Linked DNA regions of Ovis aries: region 2 is linked to region 1. Evidence: chromatin contacts called from public Hi-C data. All regions are on one chromosome and are shown on one strand. Each heading gives the region's core, a stretch centred on a gene start, on an enhancer-like site or on the middle of the called end of the contact. The rest is flanking DNA. Distances are from core to core; before and after follow the strand shown.

The links. A called contact is a pair of places that touch in the nucleus more often than the background predicts.
Region 2: a Hi-C map of tail adipose tissue shows a contact between it and region 1, with 5 times the contacts expected there. The contact joins the enhancer-like site here to the promoter of TPM1 in region 1. A contact is called at or near these places in 4 of 16 Hi-C or Micro-C datasets (liver, mixed tissues, muscle and 1 more).

Annotation. Positions count from the first base shown.
Region 1 is chr7:45,202,627-45,209,818 of ARS-UI_Ramb_v3.0, reverse strand. TPM1 (tropomyosin 1) reads left to right here and starts at 1,734. Exons shown (of 9, transcript NM_001126351.1): 1 at 1,734-1,847; 2 at 2,927-3,052. The coding sequence starts at 1,734. LOC132660183 (a long non-coding RNA gene) reads right to left here and starts at 2,204. Exons shown (of 2, transcript XR_009601486.1): 1 at 2,041-2,204.
Region 2 is chr7:45,416,716-45,423,058 of ARS-UI_Ramb_v3.0, reverse strand. No RefSeq gene overlaps it. Among named protein-coding and RNA genes, the nearest start is that of TRNAG-CCC, 150 kb to the right of the region's middle. Within about 2 kb of position 4,363, at least 3 of the 54 cell types and tissues checked have an H3K27ac peak or open chromatin away from gene starts, as enhancers often do.

The DNA.
Region 1 (7,192 bases), core at 485-2,984:
TCTGTCAGTGTTCCAGTGGCTGGGTTCACATGTGGCGATTAAAGGGTCCTGGTGAATTTCTATACCATGCAGTGCCTGTGCACACAAATCTAGTGTTCTCACCATTAGGTCAGGGTATATTTTTTCCCCCCTCCTGGGCAGTTGGGTCAGTGGAAGAAACCTGATAAAATCCTGGGAGGAACTTGATCATTCTCTGAAGGACTTACAAGATGTTTGACCTGCCTGATCTGCTCAGATACCGTCCAGGGAATATTCAGTATCCATGTAGGACAGGTTGTGAATTATTCTGTGGGGACTGTTAACAAGACCCAACAAGACCCTCACCAGCTCTGCCTCAGCCAGTATCAAGCAGGGTTTGGGAACAGCCCTTTCTTCCCTTCCCATCGAAAGTCTGAAAAGAGCAGGCTTTTCCCCATGGGGACTGGGAGGAGTAAGAGTTATAGGAGGAAACCCTCCTACCTCTGAGCAAAGCTTGCTGTACAGAGCAGGGCCTGTTCCCTCCTCAGAGTTATAGCTGTGGATACAATGACTTGGCTGGGATAACATTTATCCCTGTGTTTTAGTAACCTAGTACCTGAGTGCCTAACATGGAAAGAGGCCAACTCGCTAAACTCAGTGCAAGGAAAATGATTAAAAGTTAGATCTGGTGGCATCATAGGGATCATCTACCCCTCATCCTCAGGTTTAAAGATGTAGCACAGAGGCCAACTGGCTTGTCAAGTTGTTAGAGCTTGTCAACTCGCTTGTCAGAGCTGCTGGTGAGAGAGACCAAAAAACTAAGTTGCCTGACTCTAAACTCAATAGCCTTTCCCGTTAAACTCGCAAGCTCCCACCCACACACCAACAAACACACCCCACCCTTTGGGGAAGTACCACACACAGGCACACACAGAACCGAGTCCTATGTCCCTCCTAAGGTATACAACTGTCTTTCCCCTGGGGGACAGAGAACCGCATAAGACAGATTTGCAGACGTTCTGGCCCGCACCAGCAGACATATACAGCACCCCAGGTCTCCCTCCAACTTGTTCTTTCTCTGCTCCAGTTGAGTTTCCAGAACATGAAAGCCAGCCCGTGCTGACACCCTGTAGGCAGGGCGGGCGCCGGGAGCGCATGGGCCTGGACACCATCGCGGTGGCTGCGGGGACCCCAGGTCCTGATGCTTAGCGAGCCGCTGGGTCTGGCGGCCCAGAAAGCGACGCGCATCCTCTACCTGCCCGGCTCGCTCCTCAGGCCTCCTGTGACTTAGGACGGCTCGGCTGGGGACCCTAGAGCCGGAGCGTGAACCCCGGGAGGAGGGGGCGCAGAGGGCGGAGGGAAGTACCCGGGCCCCCGGTCCGGGAGAGGCCCCAGTGCCCTCTCCCTGGCGTGCAGGTTTGGAAAACTGGAGGCCTCGCCCGGCGGCTGCCTCGGCTGGCTGCTCGGGTCCCCATATATAGTCATATCCACCGTCAACTGGGAGGCCGGCAGGCGGCAGCGAATGGGCGAGCAGCCCCCGCGGGAGCAGCGGGGAGGGCGCGGGGGGCGGAGGGAGGAGAAGGGGGAAAGGGGGCAGGAGAAAAAAGCTCTTCCAAAAAAGTATTGGCTGTCTTGAGGAATGCGGTCGCCCCCTTGGGAAAGTACATATCTGGGAGCAGCAGGCGGCTCGGCGCTCGCACTCCGGCTCCGCCGCTTCACCGCGCGCTCGCCTCCCTGCTCCCGCCGCAGCCCCAGGGCCCCTCGCCGCCGCCACCATGGACGCCATCAAGAAGAAGATGCAGATGCTCAAGCTCGACAAGGAGAACGCCTTGGATCGAGCGGAGCAGGCGGAGGCCGATAAGAAGGCAGCGGAGGACAGGAGCAAGCAGGTCTGCGCCTCCCAACCGTGCGCCCGGGGGTCGCCCGCGCCCCGCCCGCCCTGGGGCCCGGAGCCCCGGGACCCGGCCTAGCACCCCTTCCTGGCCCCTCACCCCGAGGACTCCGGGAGCCACCCCCACTCCAGGGCGCCTGAGAAGCGGGAGGGGAAGAGCAGGACTGGCTTATTCTAACTTTTTCTCTTACCTGGGGACGCTTATTTCCCTTCTCCGGTTGCCGGAGACCGTCAAGTCCCATCAAGTGCTAGAGGCACTTGGTTCTGAGGATCAGAAAACAATTTTGGATCTGGGGGTGGGGGAGAGGAGGAGGGTTGAAGGGAATCAAGTCCAGAAAGTGTTCGAAGTTCTTCTGGACTTTTGACCGGGGGAGATAAAACCTTCAACTGGGGGAGGGAGGAAGTCAGGGAGGGGGGAACGACAGTCACGGAGGTTTTTTTTTTTTGGTTAAAACAAAGATGGGACAGAAGAGAGTGTATGGCGGGCGCGGAATCGGGGGCCATCCATTTATTCTGCAACGCCAAGTTGTGGCCTTGAGCCCGCTGAGACCTCGGTAGGAGTGTCGTCCCCGGGAGCGGTGGGGGGTATGAAGTAGCCTCGGGACAAGAGGAGGTTACCTAGGGACCCTTGAACCCCAACTCGGTGGCGCCCCAAAGCTGAAGGGCCCCAGCCAACCCGGTGCCCGTGTTGTGTGTGTGTGTCTAACACCCGGTCCGTGCCGGCCGCCCGCGCCCGCCCGCCGCCGCCCCCCAGCTCGAGGAGGACATAGCGGCCAAGGAGAAGCTGCTGCGGGTGTCGGAGGACGAGCGGGACCGGGTGCTGGAGGAGCTGCACAAGGCAGAGGACAGCCTCCTGGCCGCCGACGAAACCGCCGCCAAGGTACCCCGGGCGCGCGCGGCGCGGCGCACGAATGGCTAACTCTGTCTCTCTCTCTCTCCCTCCCTGTCTTTCCCTTTCTCTCTCCCGCTGTCCCTGTCCTTCTGGCTCTGTGCACCCACAACCCTCCCTTGCGGGATCACGCTGCCTGCCGCACCCCCCACCCCGTCCCGTCCCCGTCCCCCACGGCCAACTCCCAGCTGGAAGATGAGCTGGTGTCGCTGCAAAAGAAACTCAAGGCCACCGAAGATGAACTGGACAAATACTCCGAGGCTCTCAAAGATGCCCAGGAGAAGCTGGAGCTGGCGGAGAAAAAGGCCACCGACGTAAGTGCACGCACACACTGCCCCCCTCACCTCCTGCCCTTGGGGCCTGCTCTGGGGGTCATCACAGGGGCCGGAAAACCATGGAGGAGGGTCACCTCCTCTCAGCTGGACACGTGCGCACAGCCTGCCATGGCCCAGAGCACTGGACGCTGCCCTCAACTGCTACTGCACAGTTCATTTTTATTTCATCCATTCCTCTCTCTTTTTTCTCCTTCTTTCTTCACCCCTGGGGTTGGAGGGGGTGGGGGTGGTGAGAATCTGGGAGAACACGGCAACTGAAATTGGACTCTGGAAGTGAACCCTTCCCTGTGGTGGCAGAAAACCTCTGAGGTGTCATCACCAAGGTTTGTGCAAATAGAATGCCTAGTTTTCTCCGTTTTCTTTTTGCCATCTCTGGTGGGTGGGAAGGCCTGGTTTTCAGTGACCAATCTAGTCAGGATTCAGAGGACCTGGCCTCTGTATTGAAAGAATGACATAGCGCGTGCTACTTATTCTGAGAAGGTTAAGCTTGATGGTGGGCCTCAGAAACCCTTGAGGCCTCCTTACCAGGGAAGTCTTAATCCAGCCCTTCAGATCTGCCTGGGAAGATGATACTTGCTTGAGTCTGCACTCTGAGGGCACTAGATCCAGAAAGTAAGCTGGGAGTTATATATAGCTCAGTGCTTTATATGGTATAGTGTGCTAGCTGCCCCTGGTTCCCCTGCTCGCCCCGCCCCGACCTGCCAGCCTCCGACAGCCACCACATAGTCTCGAGGATGATGCATACACCACAAAAGCTCTGCCAGTATTTTGTCCACTGCCCTCTGAAATCTCTTCTAGCTGAAGAGCTTGCCTCTTCTGCTGCATAAGTCAAGACAGGCATTAGATTTCCAAAGGAATGACTTCTTTTTCACACCATTCTGGAAGCTAATTAAGCCTAGAGGCCCAATTAGGCAAAAATTCCTAGGGAAGTGAGCAACAATTTCAAGAATGTATGAGCACCAGGGAAAGCTATGCCCAGAAAGTTGAACGACGAAGTGCAACGGCAGAATTTTTTTGTATGGGAGTAAAGTGTACATTGATGGAGGGTCTGGGTTTTGAAATCAGTAAAGGCTTTCTGTGATGTGAAAGGTGTGAAATGTAATCTCCAAGGGTGCTTTGTAAATGAGAGATCCAGACACAGGACATTTAGAATCTGACAAAAATAAAAAGTTTCAGTGAAGAGGAAGGTCCCTGGAGAGGAGGTTCAAGGAAGCACTGATTTAGCTAAAATATTTAAGTCACAAACTACCTGGCTTTAGAAAAAGAGCCAAAAAACACATATAACTCTGCACCAGTTTTGTATAATGTAGATCAGATGTCTGCTCCGTATATGGTTAAGTGGAGGATGCCTGTCTCCCCCAGATTCTCCAGCAGGACGTTTATTTAGCTTTTTCAAAAGAGCCGCTGATAGATCAAGGAGAGATATTCCTTATAAGGAAAAGAATGCAGAGAATTTGAAAATAGCCCAGTAAGACTGAAAGCAAGAGGAGAAAAAAGCTACTACAATTCTTAAGGGGGAAAAAATCATAATTATTGTGTAACTATGTGGTGCTATCATGTCTTTATTGAAAAATCTTGTTTAAGGGAGCTTTGGAATGAGATGAGGCAGAAGTAGCAAAGAGGGTATTTAAAGCTAGTTGGAGGGGGGAGTGGGTGGAGCCAGGAGGAGGGGGAGGTTTCTGAAACTGTTTTCCCCCTCCCACTGGAAAACTGTCTCTAATATGGTACACTTTTTTTTGAGGGGGGGGGTAGCATATTGATTATCTTCCCCTTTTAGGGTTGTTTGCAACCTGTAGGGATGTAGAAGACATTCGTGAAGAAATGCTTTATTTAGAGTGATTCCTAACTAGTAAAAATAGTCAAGACCTGAGGAGGAAGAGACAGATGTCACAAAGGGAAGGAGGAGGTAGGAGAGAGGTCAACTTCCTGAGGTTGAATCATGTTACCTTTGGGACTAGGGCATTGGATTGTCATTACTCACCAGTGTAAAAGATTTTTACATTTTTCTACTGCTAAAAACACTTTTCTACCAAATTTTCCACTGATTTTTTACCAAGCAATTTACAAATCCTATTCCAGAAATGGGCTCTTCCCAGCTTGAAAGGTTGTAGTTTGCACCGTCAAACCTCTGATGGCTTTGTTTTCTACTTTCTTGTGGTCTCTCCACCTAAGTGAGGCTGGAGGGGATCAAGGGCTCCATTTTCTTTGGCCTCAAACCCATCCCCCAGTAACTGTGATGTCTATGACATCTGCAATATGTGAGTCTTTATTCCCTGTAGGTCTTTTCTTCCTAAATCAGTGATTCTCAACCTTAACTAAACATGGATGGTTTAAAAACTTAAAATCCAGGCTGCCCCATAGGCCAATTAGAATCACTGGGATTGAGGTGATTCCAATGTGCAGCCAAGGCTGAGAACAACTGTCCTAAACTCTTTTGTATAATGACATCAGCATGAAAGTGAACTCACCTGAAACTGACTTTCCCAGGTGTTTGAAAAGCAAGACATTAAGTCACTAGTTGGCTGCTTGGAGCATGTGCACGTGTCCAGCATTTTCCAGGGCTCCTGAAGGTTCCCAGATGCCCCCTCTCCCACCCTCAAAGTTGGAGACCTACCGTCTGTACCCTTAGGGAAGCAGTTGTGACCACCCTCCTGACTAGACAAACTGTGGAAACAAAGCAAGAGGCTCCACCTACAGGATGCGAGGGCCCATGCTGGGACTTGTGAGTCTCAACAGAGACTGTGATAATGTCCTTAGCAAATGAATCAAGAAAGCAAGTTCAGTTGTTAAGGGCTTTCAAGGAGAAGGGGATTGTCAACTGTGTTTTCTTTCTCTTCATTATTCCCACACTTAAACACATTGGAACTGATTTGAAGGGCCTTCTGTGAGAAAGGTGAGGAAAGAAAGCCGTGAGACTTAGAAGACATTTAAAAGCATAGCCCAAGGGGAGTATGGACCGAGACTCTTTTCCAGAGATTGTGTCCACTTTGGTTTTCATCCAGCTGCAGCCAGACGCTCTCCTAGGGTTCTGTTGGCTTCCTTGGTGTGCTTTTTTTTTTACTTCTCGAAGGCTACATACTGTATTGTTGCATTTATATAACATTCTACCAATTATAAAATTATAGAGAAGAAAAATAGGAGACACCAGGGCTTATATAAGGGATGAGGCAGGGGATAAGTGAACATGACATCAAAAAGGCAATTTGAGGGATCCTTGGGGTAAAGAAAATGTTCAGTATCTTGTCTGTATTTATTGTTGTTGTGTAGTCACTAGGTTAGTGTCTGACTCTTGGCAGCCTCATGGACTGTAGCCTGCCAGGCTCCTCCGTCCATGGGATTTCTCAGGCAAAAAATACTGGAAGACGGTGCCATTTCCTTCTCCAGAGGATCTTCCTGATCCAGGGGTCGAACCCACTTGCGTTGGCAGTCACATTCTTTACCTTGGTGTGCTTTTAAAAGGCTTCTCAGTCCAGCCCAGAATTGTTCAGATTCCAGATTACAACCTTCCTACAATCAGAGAAGGTTGTAACTAGAGGGGACCCTTGAGACAATTGTTTTTATGGAAAAGAAAGTAAGTTCCAGAGAGGCTGGCAGGTCTGAGGTCCCACAGATGGTTATGGGCCATAGCCTGACCCTTAAGAAAGTGCTTATGTTTTGTTTTGTTTTTTTAAACAAAACTTTTTTATATTGGAATATAGCTGATTGACAGTATTGTGTGATAGTTTCAGATGAACAGGGAAGGGACTCAGCCAAATATATATGTATCTATCCTCCCCCAAACTCCTCTCCCCTCCAGGCTGCCACATAAGATTGAGTGGAGCTTCCTGTGCTGTCTGGTTATTCTCTCCTTGTTGGTTATCCATTTTAAATAGAGCAGAGTGTACATGTCCATCCCAATCTCCATAGCCACCCCTTCCCCTCAACCATAAGTTGATTCTCTAAGTCTGTGAGTCTTTCTGTTTTATAAGTTCATTTAAAGAGTTTCATACCGTATTTCTCCTCTAAGACAATGCCTGTTATTAACTAAAGCTATCACTGAGTTACCTACTTACCTTGTATTGTAAAAGCGCTTTGTATTATTTCATAATCCTCATGTACTACTTGGAGGCGGCAAATGGC
Region 2 (6,343 bases), core at 3,114-5,613, 210 kb before region 1:
CAGCTGTCTTGGACTCCAGCTTGGATTTGAACTTGAATAGGAAAAAAAAAAAAAAAAAATCCAGTCACCATACACCACAGCTGTTCCTTCCCTTCCCACACCCTGATGGGGCCCCACCATGCCACAGGGCAACACTTTTGCTAAAATAATTCCTCAGAAAATTGCTTTCCGGGGATTCCCTTCCTAAGACAGCTGCAAGGAAGCACAACTTGATCCTATATATCCTGAAACCTCCTGGTAACACCATTGTTCAGAAAAATCCAGAAGATGGGCTCTAGTCAGTAGGGGGTTGTTAATAAAATATTGAAAACACCTCAGATGCTGTGAGCTGATGGCTGTAAAATGGTGCTCATGGCCCAAATCCCAGTGGAATGTGGAGGCCATCTGGAAAAAAGGGAAAGGCTGAGCTGGAGGTTTCTTTAATAAACCCAGAGTTTCCCCTTGCAGCTGATGGGCACCTGAAATTTGACTCTCCAACCCCTCTTCCTTCCTTTCTCCTGCCTCATAAGGCAGCGTGGTGAGGTGAAAAGAACGCACATGGGGATGCTTTGGACTTAAGAGAGACGTGACTTTCAGCAAGTCACTTCCTTCCAAGCCTGTGGGGATATGGACTGAACACTGCACTTCACCTCCCAACATCTGCTTATCCTGCGGAGCCGCAGCAGTAATTTGGGAGAGTTGACCGGCAAGTCTACAGCTGGCCTGATTAGTCCAAGCGTTGGGGAAAACACTGGCTGAAACTGCCCACCCTGGCCAGGCGTAATGAGTTATCTCATATGCATGAGTTATGTCACATCGGGAAGTCTTGGTGAGGAATGCATAACTACCAAGCTACCACCAACGGGAAGAATACAGGAAAGGTCAAAAGGAGAAAGAAGACTCCAGCCTATTTGTCCTGCCAACCTCCCAGAAGCCTTCTCATTGGAATCCATCTTGGCTGAGCGATGCGCCAGCCACTAGGAAGAACCCTGAGTCATAGTAACTGGCCAGAGACAAGCCGGAAACTAACCCCATTACCATAAAACTCAAGGGCCATGTGGCAGAGACGTTCTCCTGGGTTCCCTTACCCTGCTGCTCTCCACCCAGGCACCCCTTCCCAATAAAGCCTCTTACTTTGTCAGCACATGTGTCTCTTTGGACAGTTCATTTTTGAGTGTTAGATGAGAGCCCACTCTCAGACCCCGGAAGGGCTCTCCCTTCTTACAACACGACAGCACCATTCCTCCCAATGGTGATTGGTTCTCTGATGAACTAAAACCTGATTTGGCCAAGGAACTGGGAAGAAGTGTCTGCTGGGGCATCAGCCTCCCTACCCCGCATCAGTGTTGGATCAAGAAGCCTCTTCTGACCACAAGTAAAACCAGCCTCGGGATGGAGCCTTCACCAAGGATGGCAAAGATAATCAAAGAATCTGAGTATCTGGTGACATTGTTGATCAACATGTCTAACTAATTCTTTCATACATCCCAGTCCCTAACCACATACATTCCTGCCATATTTAAGCCAGCCTGAGTTGCCAACACAGTGTAATCGATCCCAGGCAGCAGTCACGTGGGGAAAGGCCAGCAAGCATCTGGTCACAGAGCAGGCATTCAATAAGTTTTCTTTTTGCCTCATGCCTACATAAATGCAATCTTGAGAATGTGTCCCAAGAAAATCCCATCTCTTCCATTTTCAAGCATTAAATCAGGTACTCTCCTGTGAGCCTAATATGGCGCTAGACTCATGGTAGGTCTTCAGTAAATATTTGAAAGACTCTTAACCTGGGACTCACCTCTAAACGGTGATGTTGGCCATGCCTGGACTCCAGCTTATGGCTGGCTCAGTGAGAATGGGAAGTAATAATGGATGTGCATGTGAAGAGCAGAGGTCTCAGTCCCATTTCTCGACTCTGGGATGAGCACCAGGAGCACAGGTCCTCCACTTCCTCCACCCCCAGTCTCCATGCCTGCTCTCAGACATCTGCCACTGGTAAGGTGGTGCCGTCTGTGGCCGATCACCTACAAAGCAAACCATCTGAGGAATGTCTGGTATGCAGGGTTATGTGGTATGGCGTGGGTTTGTTTTTTCTGTTCATCATTTGGCAAGGGAATCCTGAACTATTTTGTCTGGAAGCACAAGCATAGAGCTGAGGACCCCAGGGGAGTGGAAATTAGAGGGAGGGAGCGAGACAGTTCGGCCTCTATTCCTGCACCTGGGACTGCGTGGTGCCATCGTCTACCTGGTGGTGTTTGCTCAGGCTCTGGCTTTTTCCTCTGGTCCCCCAGTGGAAGTCAAGTTGAAATACAGAAGCAGGAGTAGCAGCAGGAGAAAGAAGCTTCCTTGGGAAGGAAAGTTATAGGGAGAATAAGACAGGCAGGAGGCTGAGCTGTTTATAACACAGATTCAGTGTCTGGCTCCTGGGCTTTGTGTAGGGGACAGAATATGGCCTGGGAGTCATGGGATTTGGGTTCTGGCTCTACCTGAATGCTCCTGGAAACATTGACTTCTTGGAACAGCTTTGTTTTCAAAACAAACCTTCCCCAAGGTTTTCTGCCTTCTCGGTAGGTGAATACACCCAGAGAGAAGACTCTTCCAACGCCCAGCGTGACCACTGCATCTTGGTAGATCTGATATTGGAGGTCTCTACTTGTATCCATGAATGAGGGTGTCAAAATACAATTGTAAAATAAAAGCTAAAAAGCATGAATCTTATATAAATATAGAGTCAACATACATCAAGGATTTATTGAACTCATTCATGAAGGAACCAGCAGAATGGCAAGTTTCATTCAAAAAGAAAATTATTAATCATTGCTGGAATAAAGTATGTGGGCTATTATTGTTAAATTAATTATTTTATAAGGCAGTGAAACTATAACCATTGGTTTGTAATCTATTCTTCTGGACAAAATCATGGCGCCTCTGTAAGACAAGAATTAGCTATCAGTGCTGTCAGTCTCCTACGATTTCACATCCGTTTGAAGTAATCCAGTGCTTCAGTCAACTGGTAAATAGAAGGTCAAAACAAAGGAATATATCCCTAGAAAACTCAATAAGCCTCTAGTGTGTCTCCATGCAGTTTTTGTTTTTCCTAACTCCCAAGTTTTGGATACTTGAGCTGATGACCACCGCCCCCCACCCCCAAGGCTGTTGTAACCTAGAAGAGCATGATAATTCACATTAGAAGACTACCAGGTTCAAACCGTGGCCCACCACTTGGTGTACATATTCACCTCTATACTCCCTGAGCCATAGTTCCATCATCTTTTTCAAGTTAGGGTAACAGTACCCTCTCTTCCATCTCACAGAATTTTTGCGAGGATCAAATGAGTGAATAAATTGCTCTGGCTTTTGATTTATGGTGGACCAGCCACTGGGCTCAGCCCCAGCACGTGAAGCCTTTGATAAAAAGCAGGCTACACTGCAAAGCCCTTAACTCTCTGGGATGCTCTGGCAAACTCTGGTGCATCCAAACGACTGGACACCACCTTCATGCCGAGCTAGGAGAACAAGGATTGCAAGAGCCTTTGAAGGCCTTAGTCATATAAGGGTCAGAACCGCTGTGAAGGCTGCTTGTGACAGTGAAGCTTTGGAGGGACACCTCATCGAGGGTCATCTCCTCAGCCATCCCAGCGTGAGCTCACAAGCAGGCGTCTGTCACTGTCTTAACCAGGGGCTGGCAAGCTTCTACCAGGGGGCCAGATGGTGGATATTTAGGCTTGGCAGGCCACACATAGTCTCTGTTGTTGCATCGCCTTTGTTTTTATTTTTGTCTTTTCAAAACGTAAAGGCCATTTTTGGGCTCCCCGACTGCATAAAAGTAAACAGCAAGCTGAATTTGGCCCACAGTCTACAATTTGCCAACCCAGGTGTGACTAGCTTCAGAGGCAAGCAAACTGCCCCCGAATCCTGTTTTCTTCATTTTGCAACCATGTGAGTTTAGGCAAGCTTCCCTATCTCCCTGAGCCTGAATGTCCTTGTTAAAATTTTTTTGCAAAATACTGGCTGCTCATCTACTATCTTGCCAGGCACAAGTGTTTATGAGGCTGAAATACAATGAAAAAGTCCCAGCATGTCCAAGGAATGTGGCAGGAGGCTTCTGCTACTGCCTAAACCTGGCAGTGGTTTGGACTCCCCTGAGCCAAGGAGGGTCACAAAAGGGGAATTTGGTTCCATGATGATGGCCTGGAATCAGCAGGGCTACGTGACAACACCCCGAGGACTCAGATTCAGTTTGTCCGAGGTGGGTTCTGAGCATCAGTATTTTTTTAAAGGCTTCCTTGTTGAGTCTGACCTGCAGCCAAGGATGAGAACTCTGCCCTGCAGGAGTCACCCACTCACCGGTACACAGACGTCTGCTCCAGGTGGGCTGAAAGCTGTTGTCCACGCAAACAGCATGGTGCCTCTGCTGGCCTCATTCCCATCCACATCCAGCTAAGCCTGGTGTCCTTCAAAGCAAAGCCTTGCCCCAGTCCACTGTGGGCCAACTCCAGCTCCGGGTATCAGCTCAGAAGACTGTTTCATGTCAAAATCGATAACAAGTGTTTTACTGAGAGCACAGAAATGGCAACAGTAGTGGTGGCCAGATCGCCTGCTGTGACCGCCTCAGGGAAGAAAGCTGGCCTTTCAGGGCAAAGCCTAATGCAGGCCTGTTGTCTGACATGTAGACTAGCCCCCCTCTCCAAGCCCTGATCACAGACTCAGAGACTGAGGCTCAGAGAGGTCACCTAGCTGGCTCAAGGCCACTGAGCTAAGCAACAGTTTTGATAAAGAGAAACGTGCAATGAACCTCCAATAAGAAGATTCCTCCTGTGAATTACACTCCTGTGGTCTTATTGAAACACTTCCCTTTATGGCATTTTCTTTGTGACCGTGAGATCAAAACATTTATGCTGAGAATATCCAAGGGGCATTTTTTTTTTTTTTTTTTAATCTCAAAGGCTTATGGTTAACTCTATTTAAGAAGCAAATTCCTCCTCCCTTTATGGGAATTCAGACCCTGGGCAGTTCTGAGCAGGAACCGCTGTCCAAGTTGTCATGAATTTGCTTTTATGTGATAAATACATTCCTGAAGACTGGATAAGTAAAATTACTACTTCATAATTTAAAGGGAATTCCTGTGCATGTTTTGGAGTTTTGTTCATTTTGTTTTAGAAATAGGAGAATCCTTCTGCAAGGAGAATCATTTACCTTTATTTGGTTTGCAAATCTGGATTTTAGCATATTGGGTTTTGTTCATTATTTCTGTAATTTTGACTGTTTCTTTACTGACAGTTCTTCAGTTCTCACAGATGGAGTCTGTGCTTTTTGAATACCAACTCTTTAGTTCCTAAATGGAAGCAGTAAATGTTTCTTCAGAACCCTTGTGCCAGCCGTTGCTGGGCCAGATCACATCCACTGCCTCATTACCACTCAATAATTCTGCAGCATGAGTTGTATTGGCTCCGTTTGATAGATAAAGATGCTGAGGTGCAATATCTTTATCTGCTAAAGGGTAGAAATGGCATTCCGACCCAGTTCCGTCTGATTCCAGGGCAAGTGGCCTTTTCAAATCAAGAAGCCCACGGTTTTTCTCATCATTGAAAAACCAAAACAAAGAAACTCCATCCTCCGTGCCTGCATCCCCTCTGTGTGAACACACTGAACTCTGGCTGTGTAGCTAGGAAACTGGAGTGCTGGGAAGTGGAATGGGGTCAGGGGACCTGTCTTCGTATCCTGGCTCTTGGGTCCATGTGTAACTCACCTCCCCTCAGTAAATCTCAGCCTTCCAAGTGATCAGAGGTGGGAAAGGGGGTGCAGTTGGGCTAGATTGGCAGTTTTCTTTTAAAAAATTTTTTTTTAATTTGGCTGTGCCAGGTCTTAGCTGTAGATCTTCATTTTTCTTTGTGGGCATGTGGGATCTTTAACTGGCATGTGGGATCTGACTCCCTGACCAAGGATCGAACCCAAGCCCCCTCCGTTGGAACACAGAGTTTTAGTCACTGAACCACCAGGGAAATCCCTAGATTAGTGGTTTTCACACTAAATTTTCTTGGAGCCCAGGGTTTTCAGAAGGTTCCCAGGAGCCTCTCCTGCAGGAATGTGGGAAGGGGACACTGAAAATCAGGACCCTGTACCTGCTTCGATGGAGCTGCTTTTATCTGCTTTTGTGTTGGGTTTCCATGTGTATTTCCACTTGGAAAAGGGGTCTGGTGCTTTAAGAACTCACACACGAAGGCTATCTCCAGGTCCCTTCTAGCCCCATCCCCCCATTAATGTGTGAATATTAACACCAGGCACTGTGTCCTCTGCTAGGGAGCAGAGGACCCTGCCCTCTGAGAGCAGGTGGGGCAGGGGAGAGGCTCCCTGGCCACGTGAGCAC